3 separate regions of the Gossypium arboreum genome follow, and regions 1 and 3 are each linked to region 2. Evidence: chromatin contacts called from public Hi-C data. All regions are on one chromosome and are shown on one strand. Each heading gives the region's core, a stretch centred on a gene start, on an enhancer-like site or on the middle of the called end of the contact. The rest is flanking DNA. Distances are from core to core; before and after follow the strand shown. Region 1 holds the start of LOC108489332 (ATP-citrate synthase beta chain protein 2). Region 2 holds the start of LOC108489739. Region 3 holds the start of LOC108489528 (phytochrome B).

Region 1 (3,309 bases), core at 325-2,824, 220 kb after region 2:
TAATTGAACGTCCTCTCTCAAGACACAATTAGATTATTTATTAGCAAGAACTACTTGTTAAATGCAAAAATGATTGCCATGTAGGAGATACAACTAACACAAAAGCCAATGTCAATTCCCTTTGATCAAAACTAAACAAAGTTATAGCATCATAGACCAATTATTTTCTGATCTCTCAATAGTAAATGGATAGAATTTTCCGAAAAAAGCAAATATATACCGAGTAATGGATCATCATCCCATAATAGTAGAATTTCAAAGTTTCGAAAGCAGATAATATGCTGGTCATGTGTTCCTCTAACTAAATTATGTTAAATAAATGAATCATTGAAGGATTCCTTATTCATAATCGAATGTTACACATGGTGATCGCATAAGCCTAGTAGTAGAGATTTAAACTTTGCAGGCTGGTTTATAGGATTTTAAGGTAACATGGTAGAAAGTTCATTTACCCTATAACACTTTCAATATACGGATTAATAACTACAGGGAAAAAAAGTTTATCTAAAAATAGAAACAGGAGATAAGAGCATCTTACGTTGAATGCACTGGGATCGCTATTTCCTCTTGACCAAAGAAGAGTTTCTGAAATCCCTCGGCACCAGGATTAATGATACCAGCGACGGACGGTGTATCCCTCCCTACAAATTTTTTTTTTTTTAAAAAGAAGGGAAAATTAATAATAAAAGATAATAACGATCAAGAATTAAAGATAAAAACAACATAATTCGAACAATTCCGTAATACGAGTGCCGATCAGCTAAATATAAGATGAAATCAGCAAGGGACCCGTACCGCAAAGGAAATCGAAATCAAGCATGCGTTGAATAGGAAGTTGTTTGTAGTTATAGAATAAGGCTTGAGTTGTTCGAGAAAACAACTGTCCGGTGGCCATGGCTTCGACTCAAAGAGACCTGTTCAACAAACACGTCGCTAACTAGTTAACTGAAGCTGTTGATGAAGCAATTGAAAGAGCCGGATCCAACGCTACACCTAACTCGAACCTAAACCGAATCAGATCTCGATACAAAGAAGACGAGCAAATCAAATCACCGGAATGCAGTTAAAAAAGCAGTATGATAAAAATGAAATGCGAGATCTCTAGCTCTCGAGCTTCATATAGTTGATTCATCAGCAAAAAATTACAAATCAAAGTATCTTAAAATTTCCTCGAAAGCATCGGAAATCAAAAAGCGACAGAAATTGGAATTAAGAAAAAAGAAACAGATCTGAGAGAAAAAAAAAAGGTTTAGGGAGGAAATGGAATGTTTACCTGAAGAGAAAGTTGTAACGAAAGGAAAAGATTACAGTGGCTCGCTCGCCTTACGAAAGGAAAAGAAAAGACGAGACGAGAAATGGATAGAAAAGAAAAGCTGGAAATGAGGAATGAAAAGGGTAGGTGCGGATTTATATAGAAAGAGAGGGAAAATGGAATGGAGGGAATTGGGAGTAGCTCACCACACCGCAGGGAGTAACAGGAGAGAGATGGTCACGTGGCCTTTGGTAGTTAGCCCACTGAATAATCTTCATTTTTCTTCTTCTTCTTCTTTCTTTCTTTTTTTTTTTTTGGTTATTTCCTAAGTAATAATTTTTCTCTCTTTTTCCTTTTTGAGAAAAAAAAATATATCTAATGCTAATTTCACGTCTCTATTTTATAAAAACTGATAAATTAATCTTTCTATTTTAATTTATTAGAATTTGATATTAATACTTTACAAAAATTAAATGTTAGTTTCAAGTAATCGATTAAAGATAATGTTAATAATATTTCTTAATTTGATCAATTTTAAGTTTTCATAAAATATGATGATCAAATTTTGATAAAATTAATGTAGATTATAATTTTTAATAAAATTTGGAATTAGATAAAATTTAATTGTATCTTTAAAAGATTAAATTTGTTAAAATAATCGTTTTTTTTCCTTTGGAGTACCATTTATGAAACAAATTTGGTTCACATCTACAAGAAATGTGAGGTATGGTCGGGGTTAGGTGAAAGCCACGGTAGAGGTTGGCTTGACTTGAATATTTAGTTAAAAATACTACTGACAATAAATTTTCAAATGGAATGCGATAAATAGCCCTCCTGCTCACTTTATTTACCACCTTGCCATATATATATTTTAATTATAAATTGTAAACAATAATTAAAATTTTAGGAATTTTGGTCACTTTATTTTTTTAATTTGATTAGCCGAAAATAAAATTGTAAACTATATCGTTAAATGATAACGAAAATAAGTAAATAACAAATATATATTTTTCATTTTAAGTCCGTTGTCACCTTTAGACATAAATTCTATGTTTAACTATATAAAATTTTCATTCTATATTTATTTTATTTAAGTCTTATGGATATATTTCAATTTATCTGACAATTCATGTTTAGTATAAATACTTTAAAAATGTTTATAGTTACTTTTAAAAGTTATGAATTTATTTAACGTCGGGTCACTAATAAATTTAAAATAGTTATATTATATATTCTTGTCAGAGATTTATGCTTTTATTTTTATATATTAAAAGCAAATTTTATAGTAATATTCCATATTTTCTAATTTCATTATTCAACTTATTTAAAGTGCCATGAGTAGAATTAAAAGCTTAAAATCATTTTGATTTTGAATAGGTAAGTGCTGAATTAGAAAATTTGAAGTGAACATCGGACTAAAGCTGAATTTCATTGCAGTCAGAGGTTGACTGTATCCACATGAAACTTAGTCTAAGGCATTTGTCATTCTCTTCTTTTTATTATTATGTTATGCATGGTTATATATTATATGCCACAATTCAAAAAGGTGGCATTTAGATTCTAAATGGTCAAATAACATTTAAGAAATATTAAAAAAATTAAAAATATGTTAGTTCAATAAAAGTTTTAATAAAAATTGAAAATGTTTGTATTCAATTTTTACGACTTTAGAAAACTTTAAAATGATTAAATGTATTTTAACTTATATACATTGCATCTCACGAGATAAAAATTAGTTTAAAAATATAAAAAAAATTAAAATATGTTTCAAGTTTTTCAATTAATACTTTAAAAGTTCAATAAAAGTTTTAATAAAAAATTGTGTATTGAATTTTTAAAATTTTATTTAAAAATTATAAAATGATTAAATGCATTTTAATTTATATACATAATCAACGCATGCATCTCACGGGACAAAAACCAGTTTAAGAAATATAAAAAGTTAAAAATATGATTAAGTTTTTGTATTTTTATATATTTAAAATTTAGTCATTTTACTTTTAATTATAGGAATTTAGGCTCTTTGCAATCCGAGTTTAAAATAAAAGTCCAATCAC
Region 2 (3,516 bases), core at 216-2,715:
TAGTTCTGATGCAATTGCTGTTTGCATAGGTTGTTGAGGATCCAGACCAAGTTTAGCTGAGACAGCATTTTTAGACCGGCTAAAGGTTGAATCTCCTTCAGGTTGCTTTCCAGCCAACACTGCAGCTCTCCTTTCTTGCAAAGGCTGAGTATCACTGGATACACAAATGATTCCAACCAATGAACTATCATCGTCATCATCCTCATCATAAAAAGGAGTATAAGTTGCAACAGCCAAAAACCTCTCCCCCATTTTATTCTTGAAAGGAAATTGCCCAGTCCAGCTATCCCCCGTCATAACACAATGAACAATATTAAGTGCAACAGCGAAGTCCCTATGATCAACAAGAAGTTGAATGGCATTTTGCTCTAAAGCCTCTGCTGCTGAATAACCATAAAGTTTTTCGGCAGTTTTATTCCTGCAAAAAAGAAAAGCATAATTTTTTTTTAAAAAAAAATGAAAAACTATGCTCAAATGATGACGCTTACTTAATACTTTTTTCTATTTAAGTTACAATTTACTTCTAATTACAACCATAATTAATCGTTAAAAGCAAAAAATAACTAAATCAACTCAAACTAACTCATCAGAATAAATATAAGATCAAACCCAGTGAAATTTGAACTTTGGACCTCAAAGTTCCCTAACCTCCTTGCCTTTGAGCGAAAGGCCCCATTCTCTATGACGCTACTAAGTAGTTAATAAACAATGTTAAACCACATCACTAATTACTAATTTAGATCATAAAAACTTGGTGTTTGCAACTGAATAATCTTAAAAACGAAACCCTTTTCGCTTACCAATAAATTATACGGCCACTAAGATCAAATATATGAACAGATTGCCCCATAGACTGAAATATATTCAAATACTGGCTGTTAGTGAAATTGACGGCAGCTGGCCCGACGTTCCCGGTTCTTTCGATAGCTCCTCCTCTTCCTCCTACTCCTAAATCTCCTCCGGTGCCGCTGTCGCCATTGACAGTGTCATTGTTTCTGCTCTCTCTTCGCAACGGCGAGGAGTGCCGAAACGAAGCTGAATCTTTCTTCCAAGCAGCAAGCTTCGCCGCGTTCCCCGGGAAGCGCGGACGTCGAGGGGAAGTAGAGTGAGATCTTTGATGAGTTGAATTGGCCTTGGAATCGCCACCGGATTGTTTTAAAATAGAAATTTCTTGCTTGAGATCGGCATGTCCCGCTTCAAGTATTTGGATCTTCTTCAAAAGCTCCTCTGCTGAAGGGGTTTCCATATTCCCTTCAAACAATCGAATTCAAAGCATGGATCTTCAAATCTTTCATAGCATATAAAGATTCTCAACCTCTCTCTGTGCGTGTTACAAACTTTCTCTTCAACAGGTCAAACTCTAAGACTTAAAAAGACTGAATATTTTCTTTCCGGGCGGTTTCTCTGTTTCGGTTGGTAAGCGGCTAACTTTTTTATGTTAGATATTTTCATTAGTCAGATGTCTGTGTATAAGAAGATATTTTTAAAGCTATAGTTTTCTTTAATAAAAAGGGGTTAATTCACGTAACCATCCTTAAACTATGATCTAATTTTAAATTGGTCTCCAACTTAAAAACATCCTCACAATAGATTAAATTGAAAACATGTATCCACTTACAGTATGTATAGTTTGAATTTAATATTTTAAAAAAATTGCCCTCTTAAATTTTATTTTATCAACACATTAAATCCAAACAGTTTATTTGATAGTTGTAGAAAAGTTTGTAATTTGATTCCCATATGTTAAATATGTTTCACATCAAGTCTAAACTACTATTTAATGCCTGAATAGAGGATTAAGTTGTTGGAAGGCTTTGAAAGATATGATACTACTATTTAAGACCCAAATAAATGATTAAGTTGGTAGAAGGATATGATTGATATAATATTAATACTTTAAAGATTTAATCAAACTATTTTGAACTTGAAGGATGAATTTAGAATTTTGAGGATAATATATGGATGTTTGTGGAATTAATCTAAAAAGGATGGGAAAGGGTTATTCCATGAATGTCAAAAAGGGTAAAGTCCAAAGCTTTGGGAAACCATTGGCATTGTCCTCATATAATAAATGAAAAACCCACATGATTTTGACAAAAAATAATAATGAGAGATTGACATGGAATACGGAATACCTAACCTCATCTCATCCCCACACCCATCCATTCAGCCACGGTTTGTTCACATTAAAATATTTTAAAATTAAAATAATAAAGAGTGTTTATGTCATTCATTAATTTTATGATTTTTGCACTAAATAATTTAAATTACAATTTTAAAAAAATTAAAATGGATTAATGATAAATTTGAAAGTTTAAGATTTGTTTGTGACTTTAATTTTTGTGTTGTTATAAGTGTCACATAATTTATTATATAGGATAAATTATATAAACAGACATCTAATTATAAAAATTTTCATTTTAGCATTTAAAATAAAAATTTACATTTTAAACCCCATATTACATAATTTAATCATTTTATTCACTCCGTCAAAATCATAAATAGTAAGTTAATATGATAATTAAAAATTCAGTATAATAATAAATTTAACCCTCAATTTTACATATTAAATTAATTTATTCATAATTTTAAAATTAATCTTTAAAATTTATAAATAATCTTAATTTAATCTTAATTCTAAAAATTTAGAGAAATATATAAATACATAAATATGTTAAAAATATAATAATAAATTTAAAATTTTATATTAATATTAAATAAAATAAAATAAAATAACCTCCCTCACCGGACCTCCCCCACCACCATCCCCCTCTCTCTCGTTGTGTGCTACTGGAATTGTGTCTACATTATGCTTATCCTTGGTTTACCCGCCGTGTCATGGGAAATTTTTTCTTCCTATATCTCTTTGCCTCAAATTCCCAAACATACCCAATTTAAATATGTGCATTTTCATATAAGATGAAGATTATGTTATCCAATGGCACATGTGGTCCTAAAGCTTTCTCACTAGTTTTTCTCTATATTTGTTCTGAAAAAACAAAGTGAGACATAATTGGTTGTAAGTATGGTTATTTTACTTTATTTGATTTTTGGGCATTCAAACATTTGACAATTTAAAAATAGTTATCCTTTCATGAAAAACCAACCAAGATTTGTCTTTGTGCGTCCTCATTCTCGTATATAAACATTCAACTATGTTTCATGACTTGTATTGTCTTTCCTACTTATGTTTTTTTTTTCTTTTCTTTTCTTTTCTTTTTCAGACTAAAGATTGATATTATTTTGTTCACTGTTTCCTACAATTTCCAACTAATAGCTTTGAGTAAATTGCAGCAACAGCAAAGAGGAGAGGGATGGTGGTGGGCGAGGGGTGGGAAAGGGACAGGGTGGGGGGGAGGAGGTTTCTTTTCTATTTAATATTAATATAACTGTTTTTATTTAATATTAATATAAAAATTAGTATAAAATTTTAAATTATTTTTTTAAATATTGATGTATTTTTATATTTTTTTGAATTTTTAGAATTAGGATCAATTTGATAATATTTGTAAACTT
Region 3 (3,635 bases), core at 1,048-3,547, 150 kb after region 2:
TCACCTTGCAAAGCATGACTAAGAAGCCTGTCAACCGTTTCTTGATATTCCTCATAAACAAGATCATGAACCAAAGACTTCCCCATGGCTTCCTCAACTGAGAGTCCTGTTAATTCTGCAGCTTTTGCATTCCACCCATTAATGCGACCTTCAACATCTACGGCCAATATGGGAGCAGTTGCAGTCTCTATTAACCTTACCATTTCCCTTGCAACTGAACTAAGCTCATCCACCCCTTGTAGCTCTAGTCCCCCAAGCTGAGCGTGTACAACGGCTTTAGAATTACTTGCTTCAGCATCCTTGAATGAGTCACGAAGAATAAGCTGCAGTGAGTGAATTGCATCCATTTCAGCATTATCCCATGGCAAACTTCGACTCTTGACCACTTCCAAAAATGCCTTGAATGAAGATCGTGGATGCATTCTTTGACCATCATCTTTGTCCTCTGGATGATGCTTTGCACCACCCCATTTGATCTCTTTTGCTGTGTGTGACCGGAACCAGAATAGAAAATCCCTTTTAGTAATATAAGCAACAGCCATCCCACAAACTGCATCCCCAAGTGAGGCTGCCCCAGGGTAACCAGCATCAGACAAACTATCGGTGCTTAAACCAGTCGAATCTCCATGGAATGCCAACAACCACTCGACAATATCTTTTATCTGGGCCTCAGATGGCGTCACACCTAATGGGTAATACTTACCTTGGTAATAAAGGGCAGCCCCATCACATTTCACAAGATCCATAATGCTGGGACTTTGCGTGACAATGCCAGATGGAGAGTCACGAAGAAGCATATCACACAAAAGAGTTTGAGTCCTCAAAACACGTTTCTCCGACATTTGAGCTGCCAATTGCAATTCCATATTCAGTTGAAGTGCAAATGCTTGCATTAGGAACTCACAAGCATATCGAAGTGGAAATGGAATACAACGTGCAGAAGTATGATGACAAACAACAAGACCCCAAAGCCTCATTGTATTTCTTCCCCCAGTAGCTTCATCGTCATTTCCATTGATAATAACTGCCATCGCCAAAGAAGCAATTGACCCCATGTTAGCCATATACTGAGCATGGCAACCATGAGGGGCCCGAAGAGTGGATCCAACCAAACACAGAGGTTGCATTAACCCATCATCCTGAACCACACGCACTGGCGTGGCATGACAGTCCACTATCATCCTAACTCTATTCTGCTTAAACAAAAACCTTGAAGCCTGGGGAATATCCGTTGCCGGATAATGTAAACCTAAGTAAGGGTCCAAGTCAGGCCTTTTACTCTCGGCCACGACCTCCCCATGCTCATCCTCATGAAATTTATAAACCATTACCCTATGATATCCAGTAAGCTGTCTCACACTTTCCACAACCGTGTCACACAAAAGCTTAATATCGCCTCCAGGGAGGGACTGTAACTCAGAAATAGCACGGACAGCTAATTTCTGCGATTGGACAGCCCCAGCAATAGACAAGGCAGGATCCTCAGTTCTAGCAGGTTCTAAATCAATCACAATTCCAACATCAATCCTATGTAAAATAGCGTAAAAGGGCTTCCCAGAATTCTTCGAGTGAATCCAAACCGGATTCAGCAACGTGATCTCGCGGGCGGCGAAGGCTTTTTCCAACAAAACAGCGCTGGAAGGAGTGAAAAGGGTTCGAACATCGGTCCCAATTGTGAGAACTTCGATCCTCTCCAAATTGGGAACTGATTGAGGGGTAATCCCAAGCATCTCGCGTGCGTTTTCGCTGTAGGCGATGATACGGAAACTGGGCTCGTCAACCGCAATCATGCAGCCAAATGGCTGGATGTGGCCCCCTCTTTGGATTTTAGACAAGTAAGCAGTGATTTGCTGCTCGGGAACCGATTGGGTAGTAGTTTTAACGGATTGGGAGTAATCAAATGACTTACCCGATTCCCCCGACTGCTCGAAAACAGCGTGGAGGCGAGCATCGACTGTGTACTGAGCAATGGCTTTGCTTATAGAGTCAGCCTGGTGGTGGGTATGGGATGCTCTCATGTTAGTTGTGCCTGAGGACTCAGCTTGCTGCTGCTGCTGCTGCTGCTGCTGCTGCTGCCGCTGCTGTTGGCGTTGCTGATGGGAGTGAACTGCTCTGCTGCCTGAAGACATGACTTTGTTAAGTGGTTGCTTGTTTTTGCGGGGATGATGATATTTTTGGGAGGAAATTCTGTCCGTAGTGTAAATGTAGTGTAAATTGTAAGGGATAGGTTTTGGGGGCAAAGTTGTGACAGACCCACGTGGGCAAGAAGATGCTGCTGTCATCTGCTATCTGTGTTTTTGCAGTGGGATTGCCCTCGGTCGCCAGTATTTTTTAGATTTAGGGTAAACTCCAATTTTAGTCATTTATATTTACTTAAATTATGTTTTGGTCCCTGAGGTTTTTTAAAAATACTATATAATCATTAATGTTATCGATTAGTTATGTTATGGTCACGGAGCTGTTAGCTATCATTAACACTGTAACAGCAAGCTTATCTAGCATGTTAAAAAAAGGGAAAGTTTAAAAAAATAAAAGAAATAATCAAATTGCTAAAAAGAGTACAATGACTAGCTATAGAATTCAACTTAATTTTTTTGTCTGAAATGATGGTATTAATGTGCCACACCATCACACCCTTAACAAAAGTTAATAGCTCAATAATCATATCATATTGTAACAAATTGATAACATTAGTGATTAAATTTTAATGATCAAAACATAATTTTAAGTAAATATAAATGACTAAACTTATAGTTTACCTTTAGATTTATTATTATCAGATTAATTACCTAAATGTTTCAAATTATGAGTAATTGAATGCTTAAGCTAAAAGGATGGTTTCACTCAATTCTATTGTTAACTTTGATATTAAATTCTATCAAAAAAAATGGTATTAAACGTCATATTAAATCCGTCTTGTTTAAAAATATTTATGAATATGTACATTTAAAAAAAATCAAATCTAGTAAGAATGAAGTTAGATTTCTTTTGATAGAAGCACTAAATTAAATTATAAATTCTTTAGATTAATAGTTTTTCAAGGTCAAAGTGCAATTTTATTAATATGTAATTTTTTTAGTAGAAAGGAACAAGGCCCTTGGCTGCAGCTGCAGTCTCATAGTTAATATGCAAACCGATTGGAACAATTACTCAATGGGGACCTAACATATTTAAAGTCATAGTTAAGAGACATGGAGTATAACTAATCCTTTTTGTCTCAGATAAAAAAAAAAAAAAGTGACCACAACTTTTAAAAAATAAATTTTGACTTTAGGAATGGGTTTTGCTCTGACCAATATTTTTCGTTTTTAAAAAAATAAATAATAATAAATTTATTTTAGTGCATTGACCTTTAAAGAGTAATGGGAATAGGAGTATAGGAGTTAGTGTTGTGTTACTGGTGGCTTTGTTTTAAGGTTGGTGTTGCTTTCATTGGGCTCATACCACGTAAAATCAATAAAGTAATAAATGACTATAATAAAGTGTAGAATATGAATCATATAATCTGAGAGTATAAATAAGTCACCATATTAAGTTTGTTTTCTGTTACTTAAATTATAATTTAATGGTGTTTCTTTCTATTATTAAATTTCGTTAATTATTGTTTATTTTGTATCGAAAATAATGCGAGAGTT

Evidence for each region. Hi-C and Micro-C count contacts between places; a contact is called where the count stands out from the background.
Region 1: a contact with region 2 is called in a Hi-C map of leaf, with 4 times the contacts expected there. The contact joins the promoter of LOC108489332 here to the promoter of LOC108489739 in region 2. A contact is called at or near these places in 2 of 5 Hi-C or Micro-C datasets (both in leaf).
Region 3: a contact with region 2 is called in a Hi-C map of leaf, with 2.8 times the contacts expected there. The contact joins the promoter of LOC108489528 here to the promoter of LOC108489739 in region 2. A contact is called at or near these places in 2 of 5 Hi-C or Micro-C datasets (both in leaf).

Annotation. Positions count from the first base shown.
Region 1 is chr10:110,712,075-110,715,383 of ASM2569848v2, reverse strand. It overlaps LOC108489332 (ATP-citrate synthase beta chain protein 2), which reads right to left and starts at 1,574. Exons shown (of 16, transcript XM_053019988.1): 1 at 1,274-1,574; 2 at 796-1,020; 3 at 539-641. The coding sequence starts at 895.
Region 2 is chr10:110,932,526-110,936,041 of ASM2569848v2, reverse strand. LOC108489739 reads right to left here and starts at 1,465. Exons shown (of 13, transcript XM_017794458.2): 1 at 801-1,465; 2 at 1-418. The coding sequence starts at 1,246.
Region 3 is chr10:110,781,046-110,784,680 of ASM2569848v2, reverse strand. LOC108489528 (phytochrome B) reads right to left here and starts at 2,297. Exons shown (of 5, transcript XM_017794150.2): 1 at 5-2,297. The coding sequence starts at 2,282.